Linked DNA regions of Gossypium hirsutum: region 1 is linked to region 2. The links are chromatin contacts, called in public Hi-C maps. All regions are on one chromosome and are shown on one strand. The core of a region is the stretch at or near the end of the contact, and the rest is flanking DNA. Distances in the headings are between cores, read along the strand shown. Region 1 holds the start of LOC107922251 (protein VAC14 homolog). Region 2 has its middle 11 kb from the start of LOC107922330.

The links. A called contact is a pair of places that touch in the nucleus more often than the background predicts.
Region 1: a Hi-C map of leaf shows a contact between it and region 2, with 1.6 times the contacts expected there. The contact joins the promoter of LOC107922251 here to the enhancer-like site in region 2. A contact is called at or near these places in 6 of 34 Hi-C or Micro-C datasets (hypocotyl and leaf).

The regions. Positions count from the first base shown.
Region 1 is chrD01:44,523,039-44,528,376 of Gossypium_hirsutum_v2.1, forward strand. LOC107922251 (protein VAC14 homolog) reads left to right here and starts at 2,183. Exons shown (of 19, transcript XM_041087809.1): 1 at 2,183-2,572; 2 at 2,681-2,794; 3 at 2,898-2,963; 4 at 4,191-4,280; 5 at 4,370-4,489; 6 at 4,580-4,608; 7 at 4,725-4,867; 8 at 4,951-5,045; 9 at 5,279-5,338. The coding sequence starts at 2,483.
Region 2 is chrD01:44,375,305-44,381,001 of Gossypium_hirsutum_v2.1, forward strand. No RefSeq gene overlaps it. Among protein-coding and RNA genes, the nearest start is that of LOC107922330, 11 kb to the left of the region's middle. Within about 2 kb of position 4,362, at least 7 of the 9 cell types and tissues checked have an H3K27ac peak or open chromatin away from gene starts, as enhancers often do. A contact at or near this core is called in hypocotyl and leaf, where this site is marked.

The DNA of each region.
Region 1 (5,338 bases), core at 933-3,432, 150 kb after region 2:
TTAAAGTTAATGTAATTTCAATTCAAAAAGTGCGCGTTCGGTTGGAATTGTTGGCCTATAGTTGGGAAAACGAGACGGTCATCTGCCAAGTTCGAATTCTTATGAACAAATTGACATGTCTAATTGGAAAAAGTTAGTTGGGTTTTGTTAATGGAGATAGTGGTCGGATTTAAATGACCCACGCGGTTGAGGTAGTTGATTCGAGTTAGGCTTTTTTAGATCGCAAGGCTACCAAGATCTTAAATTGCAAACGCATGTTACGTGGTAGATAATTGGTAAGGGTTGGTTTGCAGGTCATATTGAAACCTACTATACAAGGAAAAGTTGGCGGTTGAGGCTTCCTTGATCGCTATAACCAGTTTATCATTTGGAAAGGAAAATCTACTTTCAAGGATCGATACGAATTCAGAGTGTATCAAGGCTGAGGCTAAGTATTAATATATTTGATTCATCGATTTAATTTAATTTCCTTAATTTTATTTTGCAATCATTATTATATTATATATATTATTTTCTTTATCAACTAAAATCTCCACTTTTATTCTTTTTTTTTCAGCTCTGCAATGCATAGGTCGTGGGTACGACAATTACCTAGACTTAGGAATCTGGTTACTTAAAATAGGAAAATTAGGAATCCAGTACATGTAGGATCAACCCTACTACTCTATACTATTATTTAATTAAGTTTGAGCGTAGGAAGTTATATTTGGTGGTTTCGATGTCCATCACGAGGTATTTGGCATATGGTCGAGTGGAGAGCTCGACCAGAGGGAAGTGTTGTAGTGAGCAGAGTAGCTCGGAGGAACAGGTGGAGTCCTCCACCCTGATAAAGAATATTCGCTTTGAGTGAGCAGAGAGTATTTATGTTTAGTTCATTTTACGATTATTACCCTTGTACGACAGGGTTTATTTATGTATGACCTAATGAAGGAACTCACTAAGTTCATTTGAACTTACAAGTGGTTGGTTTATGTTCGTAGGATTTGCAAAGGTTGATCAAGGACTTCGAGGAGAGACCAAGCCAGATGGAGAGGAGATTGTGGATCGCTGTTGGACTAAAGTCATGCATATAGGAGGGGTACCATTGGAGGCTCCGCCTCAGGGTAAATCATGGTGTAACCAGATAACGTCCTTAGGGTCTGGGTTCTGAATTAATCAATGTAGAACAATTTCGAGTACTACGTAAAGAAAGTCTAATGACTTTTCTTTTTCTCAAAGACTATATATAAATAGTATCAAAGTTCCTTGTCTTAAAGAGAGAACGATCTCCTCATTTCAAATTAGTGAAGAGACTATTGAAATGACTTAGAAGGTCAAATAGTGGAATTCTATTGAGTATAACAAAGGACAACAAATTAGAAGACAAGAAATAAAATGCTAGCAAAATCATGAAATAAAACACACTCGGGAATCACCCATCTACATGCATGCAACATATGCGAAATACACAAGGGACTAAAGAAAGGATGTGGAGAAAAATGATTTTCTTAGAAAGTCAAGAAAAATCCAAGTAAAATACAAACACTAAATTCTTGGAAATAAAATGATTAGAAGATCTTCAAGGAAATAGAGAATCAAGGAAGAAATAATTATCATAAGATAGATTGTGAATTGAAGAAAAAAACTATAGATGATTTAGAAGATGGAAGAGAAAGGTGATTACCGGGTAGTTACCTAACTCTATTAAAAGGTTAACGATGAAAAAGTGAAAACACTTTGAAAAGAGAAAAAAAATTCGGTTCTTACACTATGCTCAAACTTTTGCTATCATGGTTACAATGCCTTTTACCCTTTTTTTTAATTGATTACCAATTGAATTTTAATTTTAATTTTTAAATCAAAAAATAGATGATTAAGTTCATGAAATTAAAATTATGGGATTAAATTTTAAAACTCTGAAAGGTACAGGGACTGGAGGCAAAATAGACATTCAATCTAATTTAAAGATAAGTAATTATTAGTAGAATTAGGTGAAAAAGTAGCACTTTTTCTAACATTATGAAATTCCAATTTCACCTTTATGCTCACCCTTATGTCGTTCTGAGTCTCTCGGCTTGTAGCTGTAAATACCATATATGGGAAGGTTGATTTGGACATTTCATTTAAATACGTCACTTTCGACACCCTTTCTCCATTTATCTAAACTAAAAACGACACAATCCAAATTCCCAAAAAGTGATTTGAAAATTAGTTTGTTAAAAAACATTCAAATAATAAAAATTAAAGAAAGGAAATTGAAAATCCGATCGCATTTATTTGGAAAAAAAAAACTATTCGTTTCTGCAAAATTTCTCCAGATCTGTTTTTCCCCTCGATTTTCATTTACCGGTCCAGAAAACAAACCGCAAACCCTAAATAGACCAAAAGGGAGGGAAAAGAAAATATAGAAGAAAAAAACTATGTTCAGATTCGAATTTGAGAAGATCAGGAAACGAATTTGATTTTATCGAAAAAAGGTGTGTTTTTTTTTTAAATTTCTGCTATGGCCGACGCGCTTTCTGTGATTCCGGCATCAGTTCTCCGTAATCTTTCCGACAAGCTGTACGAGAAACGCAAGAATGCTGCCCTTGAGGTTTTTGTTCCTTTCTTTTTTGAATTTCCGTGGAATTTAATTTGCAGCTCTCTTTTTTTTCAGTGATCAAATTGCTTAACTTTTTTTTGTTATAATAACTACTTCTAGGTTGAAGGAATTGTGAAACAGCTGGCGTTGTCGGGAGATCACGAGAAGATATCGGCGGTGATCAAATTGTTGGCCAAGGAATTTACCTACTCTCCACAAGCCAATCACCGTAAGGTTGGTGGATGATGAATAATTTTGTGATTTTTCTCACTTTCACTATTAATTTGATTTGAATTTTGGCTCGGTCTTGTTAAATTCCGGTCTTCTGTTTATGTAGGGAGGATTGATTGGTTTGGCTGCTGCCACTGTTGGGTTGACTTCCGAAGCCGCGCAACATCTTGAGGTAAGCACTAGTTTGGCTTTATTTTGAGTCTGTTAACACGTTTAAACCTTTTAGAAGCATGTAGAACAGTGTTTACCATGGCATTGATATTCAAGAACCGAGAATTACATCTCAAGGTTTATGGACTATTGCTCTATAATTGTAATGTTTTAGGGTTGTTAGGGCAGGTTTGGTGTTTGTTAATAAGGAGACAACTACACTAGGCATACATTTGGTGTGCCTTATTAGTTATTACCTGACATAAGATATGGGATTTTCGTCACTTAATAAACTTTAGTTTTTTACCTTCAGACTTCTGTGTCTCTGGTAGGGAGTTGGGGATACATGGGAAATTAGGGCTCGCTTTTAATGAAATCTGAAAGGAATATAATTTAGTGTCATCTCACTGACTTGGTTTGACTTTTGAAAGTTTCTAGTATTCAAAGGTTGCTTTATTGAACAAATGTTATCATGATTGCTTGCATGGTGTTACTATTTTAGGCTTAGCCCGTTTCTATTTGTCGTATAAGTTGTAGAAAACTGCTTGGATGATGCTGTAGTTGCCATAATTTTTTTAGCCCCTTGTTGGTAATTGGTAATGCATTGATGTATTTTCTTATTTGTCTAATGTGAACATGTGAGCTCTTTCATCAGTTCTTCATTACTCTTGCATGAGCTTCTAAAAGAATTGGAAAAATTAGAAGGTTGAATTAGACATTGATGCACATTTAATAACATTATTGGCCAAGTTCTTAAATATTGTTATTTCGATTTGACCTCTTACTTTGGTTTGTTGTTCCTGTTATAAGAACTCTTTTCATTATTAGCTGATATGATTATAAATTGTTGATTAAAAAGCTTTCAAGCATTGTAGTAGACTGCATCTATTGGTGGATTTCTCTGCCACTTATGTAGCTTGGCTTGGGTATAGTGATATTTATATTTCCCCTTTCCGTTTTAGTCTTGTGGGGGAGAGAATGTGGGTGTTGGGCTGGGACAGGCTATAGGGGTATGAGTTAAGACTTTAGGTCCTTTCAGGCACATAGAAGGGATTAACGTTGTTTGAAGTTTTATTCTTTCTCAAGCAGAAATATGAAGTAAAATGAGAAAATGTTGTGATTATTTTGTCTTTATTAAGAAGTGTCAGTTATTTTTTCACGGTTAGATGTTTATTTAGTTAACCTCTTTTCTTTCCTCTTCTTTTGTATATAATTTAGTGATTGATTTTCTTGTGATTGAATCTGCTAGCAAATTGTGCCGCCAGTGCTTAATTCTCTTTCTGACCAAGACAGCAGAGTACGATATTATGCTTGTGAAGCACTATATAACATTGCAAAGGTGAAAGGAGACTTGTTTACTTTTTTTTTTAATCATTTCATGTCTTCTTTACTAATAGTGGATGGGATATGCTGTCTTCTGCTGTACAGGTTGTCCGAGGAGATCTCATCATATTCTTTAATCAAATATTTGATGCATTATGCAAGCTATCGGCTGATTCTGATGCCAATGTACAGAGTGCTGCTCACCTTTTAGATAGGCTCGTGAAGGTTAATAATTGCTACCTCATCTAAATGTTGGCATTTAATTATGTGAAATATGAGAATTTATTGCCCTTCTATTTTTACAATGTGAAACAGGACATTGTTACTGAAAGTGACCAGTTCAGGTCTGCTTTGTTCCCTTCCAATTTCACTTCTTGAATCTTGTTTCATTTAGAAGTCTCATTTGAATTTTCTGGGAACCATCTTTGTAATGTTATTTGTATGGTTGCTTTGCCTTCAGTATTGAAGAATTTATACCATTACTGAGAGAGCGTATGAATGTCCTGAATCCCTATGTTCGCCAATTTTTGGTTGGCTGGATAACTGTACTGGACAGTGTTCCAGATATTGACATGTTGGGTTTCCTCCCTGATTTTCTTGATGGTAATAAAATCTTGGTCTCTTAAACCAATTTACCACTTCCTGATGAGAATTATTTTAATTAATTAGATCTTGATAACTTTCAGGTTTGTTTAATATGTTAAGTGATTCTAGTCCTGAAATACGGCAACAAGCTGATTCAGCACTTTCAGAGTTCCTCCAAGAGATTAAAAACTCCCCAGTAAGACTTCTACTAACATGTTCTTTGACTGTTGGATTGGCTTCTTGGCCATTTGTCTTAAAGATCCTTATGCTAAGATTCTCTAAAATCTTTATGGTAATAACATGATTGATTACCTCATTATTTGTACTGAACAAGGTTATGGATTTATTATATATCATCAAAAGTATTTCTCATGAAAAAATATTTTGTTCATTTGTAATTTTCTGACTCGAGCAGTGCTACTCTTGAAGTCTGTAGATTATGGTCGCATGGCTGAAATACTGGTGCAAAGGGCAGCTTCTCCTGATGAA
Region 2 (5,697 bases), core at 3,112-5,611:
ATTCTACCAGCTCATAGTAGAACCCCAACTTGAACTCTTGGGAGACCCCAAAGGCCCAATAGTGGAGGAATTTTAGGATTGTCCTGAACAATTAGAGAGTTTGGACCAAGAACTTGAAAATTCACCTAGTACTGTCCTTACATGCATTAAAAGGGTTTCAAGGGCATAACACCATGATGATAGCAGTAAAGATGGGAAAAGTGGAGGTGATTATCTTGGTAGACTTGGGTAGTACGCACAACTTTGTTGATACCAAGCTGGTTAAAAGATTGAAATTGTCTGTGGAACAGTCTTGTCAGTTGAAGGTCATGCTAGCTAATGGTGGGAGCTTAACTACTAGAGGATTATGTAGGGCAAGAGTTTGCTATTGATTTCATGATTTTACCAGTTAAAGGGTGTGGTGTAGTTTTAGAGATTTAGTGGCTGTTGACCTTGTGATCAATTGTGTGGAATTTCAGGTCACTTACTATGCAATTTGAATATGAAAGTCATAAATGTAGTCTTAATGGTGTTGTTCTAGGAGGGTTACAACTCCTTTCGGGTTACCAACTTTCTAAGTGTTTACAAATGAATGCAACCATCCCCTACTTTATGCTATGTACTTCTGACCAACAGATAGCCTTGAGTCTGTTACCTGTGCCAATCAGGGAGGACTTGCAACAGCTTCTGCTTGAATTTCAAGATCTTTTCCGAGTGTCAAGGGGTTACCTCCAAATAGACTATAAGACCACAAAATTTCCTTACAAGATTAGACTAAGGTGGTGAATATCAGACCTATAGATACCCTTCCCTTCAAAAGACAGAGTTTGAAAAGCTTATACAAGAAATGCTCCAGGCAGGGGTTATTAGGGATAGTAGCAACCCTTTTGCATATTCTATTGTGATGGTGAAAAAGAAATATGAGAGTTGGAGACTGTGCCTGGACTACCGATAGTTCAACCAACTTACCATTAATGATCATTTTCCTATACATGTTATAGAGGAGTTACTTGACGAGCTTGGACAAGCTCTGGTTTTCTCTAAGTTGGACCTACGATCAGGATATCATCAGATCCAAATGCATGATTCAGACATTTTTAAGACAACTTTTCGTACACATGAAGGGCATTATGAATTTTTGATTATGCCCATTGGCTTTACCAATGCTCCCTCAAGCTTTCAGTTACTGATGAACTCAGTCTTCAAGAAGTTGTTGAGGAAGTCAGTAGTGTTCTTTGACGATATTTTAATATATTCCCATGGCTGGTCTAATCATTTGATCCACTTGAAGGAGGTGTTACAACTCTTAAGGGATAATCAATTCTTTGCAAAGTAGAGTAAGTGCATATTTGGTATCCACCAGATCGAGTAGCTTGGGCATGTAATTTTTAGGGGATCAGTTACTATGGACGCAACTAAGGTAGAATGAGTTCTTGATTGGCCTACTCCTAAGTCGATGATGGAGTTGATGGGGTTCCTTGGGTTGTCAGGCTACTATAAACGATTTATCAAACATTATGAAATTTTAGCTCGTCCACTTATAGATTTACTCAAGAAGGACGTTCCTTGGAATTGGACTACATCTACCAATGCTTTTGAGATGCTCAAATAAGTAGTTTGTAAAGCACCAGTCCTCTCACTTCCAAATTTCAAAGAAAATTTTGTGTTGATATGGATGCTTCTGAGTAGGGTATAGGGGCAGTTTTGCAACAGAAAGGGAGGCCTGTAGTATTTTTAGCAAAAGGGTTAGGGATAAAACATCAAGCAGTCTTCATTTATGATAAAGAGATGCTAACTGTTTTGTTGGCAGTGAGAAAATGGCATGCTTACTTGGTGGGTAGGAGGTTCCAGATCAGAACGGATCATCACAGTTTGAAATTTTCGGTTGACAAACAACTAATCATGCCATTTCAACAAAAATGGGTAGTGAAAATGCTCGGGCACGATTATTATATATCCTACAAGAAAGGTAGCCAAAACAAGGTGGATGATACCTTGTCTCGAATGGTTCATGAAGGGCAGTTTTTGCAATGCATCAGCAGCACATCGTGGCCAGACATGTGGACTCGAATTAAGGAATCATGTCTCACTAATCCACACTTGTAAAATATGTCAGGAACTTCAACGGGACCCCCAATCCCATTCCCATCCCAAATACTCGTGGGATGGAAAAATGCTTAGAAGGAAAGGGAAGGCAATTGTAGGTAATGATCCTGATATTAGAAAAAAGTTGTTTGAGTACTTTCACAGTGGCCTTATGGGAGGTCATTCGGGTGTACATGTTATGAGGCACCGATTATCAAGATTAGTCTACTAGAAGAGCTTGTCCAGGGATGTGAAGATGTGGACTAGGAATACCTTACTTGTCAAAAGTGTAAGGCTAATTTGTCTGCTTCTCTAAGGCTTTTACAACCCCTCCCTATATTGAATTGAGCATGGAAGGCCATTAGTATGGATTTTGTAGAAGGTCTTCCAAAATCTCAAGGCAAAAATGTGATCCTTATAGTGGTGGATTGGTTAACCAAATATGTGCACTTTTTGGCCTTTGCTAACCCATTCATAGCACTGACTGTTGCTCGGGATTATATGAGGCATATTTACAAATTGCATGAAGCCCTAGAGTCTATATTGTTAGATGGTGACAATTTTTGTTAGTAATTTTTGGCAAGAACTGTTCAAACAGATGGGGACTAGACTGCATTTATCAATTGCTTGCCATCCTCAAACAGATAGACAGACAGAGGTTTTGAATCGTTGTTTGGAAGGATATTTGCATTTTATGATAGGTGAATGCCCTAAGGAATGGTTATTGTGGTTACCACTAGCAGAATGGTGGTACAACACCACCTATCACTCGGCTATTCAGACTACTCCCTATGAGGCGCTATATGGTCAGAGCCCCTCACTACACATTCCCTATCTCGTTGGATCCTCACCAGTAGCAACGGTTGATCAAAGTCTTCCAAACTGTGAGCAAGCCAGGAAGCTATAGCAATTTCATCTCAAAAGAGCACAAGAGAGGATGAATCAGATAGCTAATCGAAAGCGGTCTAATCAAACTTTTAATGCGGTGATTTGGTGTATCTAAGGCTACAACCCTATAGGCAGCATACTGTGAGAAAGTTAAAGAACCAAAAACTCTCCCCTGAGTTCTTTGGACCTTTTTCAGTGGAAGCTAAAGTGGGAACGATTGCCTATAAATTAGCTCTACTAGTGGGCGCTCGAATTCATCATACTTTTCATGTGTCTCAACTCAAAAAACACATTCGTAAAGCTCCTTCCTCTCTTACCCTTCCCTTAATTGGTACTGATGGGGCACTACTCAAGGAGCCAGTGAGAATTCTAGACCGTGGAATGGTGAAAAAGGGGAATCATGCTGCTACTGAAGTACTAGTTGAATGGGGTAATACCTTTGCTGGAGACTCTACTTGGGAGAACCTACAGGAGCACCAATGGAAATTTCCAGATTTTGATCCTTGAAGACAAGGATCTAATTCGAGTAGTGGGCAATTGTTATGGGACGAAAGGAAAGTCAAACAAGGGTCTACCACTTTTAAAATTCTATTAATTATCGTTAATTGCATTTTTCAATTGTAATCGTGCTTTTCAATGTATTTAAATAAAACGGGGTGTTTTGGTTGGGTGGGGAAGGCTATGGTGCAAAACGATACATTTTGCAACCCTTAGGACAGTTTAATGAAACGGATCCTACTAGTTGGAATGTACAGTTGTCTTGAATCCATTATTTTGCTATTTAGCCCCCAAACAAATGGCAAGGATGATTGTGAAAATACATGACTGAATTTCTCATCTAATTATCTCTTCTCTCCTGCTCCTTCTTCCCTGTTCTTCTCTCTTTCTTTCCCTTCTTATCTCCGGTGAACTCTCCATTTCTGTTACGTACCATTTAATTGCCATCTTATAATAACTTTGAATAGAGATAATAAGTAATAACGTAACACCTGGAGACTTGGGCTTTTTTATATATAGTCTATAGATATATCTATAAAAAAGAACCCCCATAATTTATTATTGGTAGAAAAAAATTATGCCCTCAAAATATATAGAAAAAAAAATGTTTTCGTTTTTTTCGCGCATTATTTAATCTAACCCTTGAATTATGATAAAAATATCAGAATTGGATGAAAAGAAATGTCTTTATTTGCTGACTAGAATACTGCATGATAGTTCATATGTATTTATTGTTAAAGTGATGCTGTTGCCACGTCAATAACTAATAAAAAAGTTAAATATAGATAAAAATATTAAAAATATATTAATTAATTTTTTATTTATTTTAATCAAGAGAGTCAGTTGTATGTTGTCAAGGAGTGGTATTGCGAGGAGGTATATGGAGACAGTCTTTCCAAATGCTCCATCGGTTACTATGAGCGGTCCCCTGATAAGGTGACGTTGGCAGCGGAGATGGGATCTCCTCGTTGTTGTAGTTCAACGCCGGCGTGTTCGCCTTGCTGGATAGACTCCTTAAGACTTTTCACGTCACCCCACCAACACCTTTTGCAGAGCCAGTAGTATTCTGTGTTATATCTTAATTGGTTTGGCTACCATAATTTTACAACAAAAATAAAATCAATTAGTCTGTTTTATATGGCTTTTTATTTTTCGCTAATTATTGTTTTGGTCATTATTTGCAAATGGACAAGATATCTTGAATATGTGTTTTCAAAATGTGTACAAACGCTTTTTTTAAATAACTTTAATTAATTAATTAATTATGAAAATGATTCAAGTGAAAAATGATATACAAAAATGATTTGAAATCTACAATGACCGTCGATATTGCCTGATAGACCGGCGACACCTCCCTCTCATCATTAGCCAATCATCGACTTTTTTAAAAAAAAATATACTTTTGGCTGCCACCAATGTGTTAGGTGGAACCAGTATATATTTTTTAAAATACCCGTTAAAATATGAGTATTCAGGGAGGAAAAAAAGAGAAAAACTAATTTTTTTAATGGGTGTCATCGGTCTGTTAGGCGACATTGGTGTCAATTTAAAAAAAAATTGGTGCAGTCGGTGTGTCAGGCGGCACCGATGGTCCAGTGACACCATCAAGTGACACCACCCAATATATATACGCCATTAGTCCGTCAAAAACATTTGTATGAGTTTCGGTTTTTGTTGAACTTTTTTTTTAATCTGTTCAAGAGAGAAAAAATAAGGAAAGATTTGTGTTTAGTAGGATAAGAGAAAATATATATTGTATCGAAGATGAATAATCAATTCTTCATATACGTTCATTTTGAGGGAGTAATTTTATAAATAGTAGTTGATTGTGTATTTGAATCTCGTTAGAAAATAGGAATGAGGTTTAATAAGAATGTAAAGGTCGAAGAAATGAAATAAAAGATTAGTGCTAAAATAGCTCTTTGTAACACGCTATACCCAGCCCAATTTATTGAAGCCGAATATAGGATACCATAACACTTAACAAAAATTTTAAAATGGACGATGTAACAATCCGTTTGCAGTGGTATCAGAAACAGTGGTTTCAGGACCACGATTCCAATGAGTGAGTTAGTATTTTATTAATTATTTAATATTTATGTGTATTTATTAGATTTGTATTTAAATTTGGTTAAAAATTTTAATTTTTAGTTAGTTAATTAAGTAAAAAAAACTAAATTGTAAAAGATATAAAAGTTGATTTCTATTAGTTAAAAGGGTCAAATGATTATAGAATGTTAAATTAAT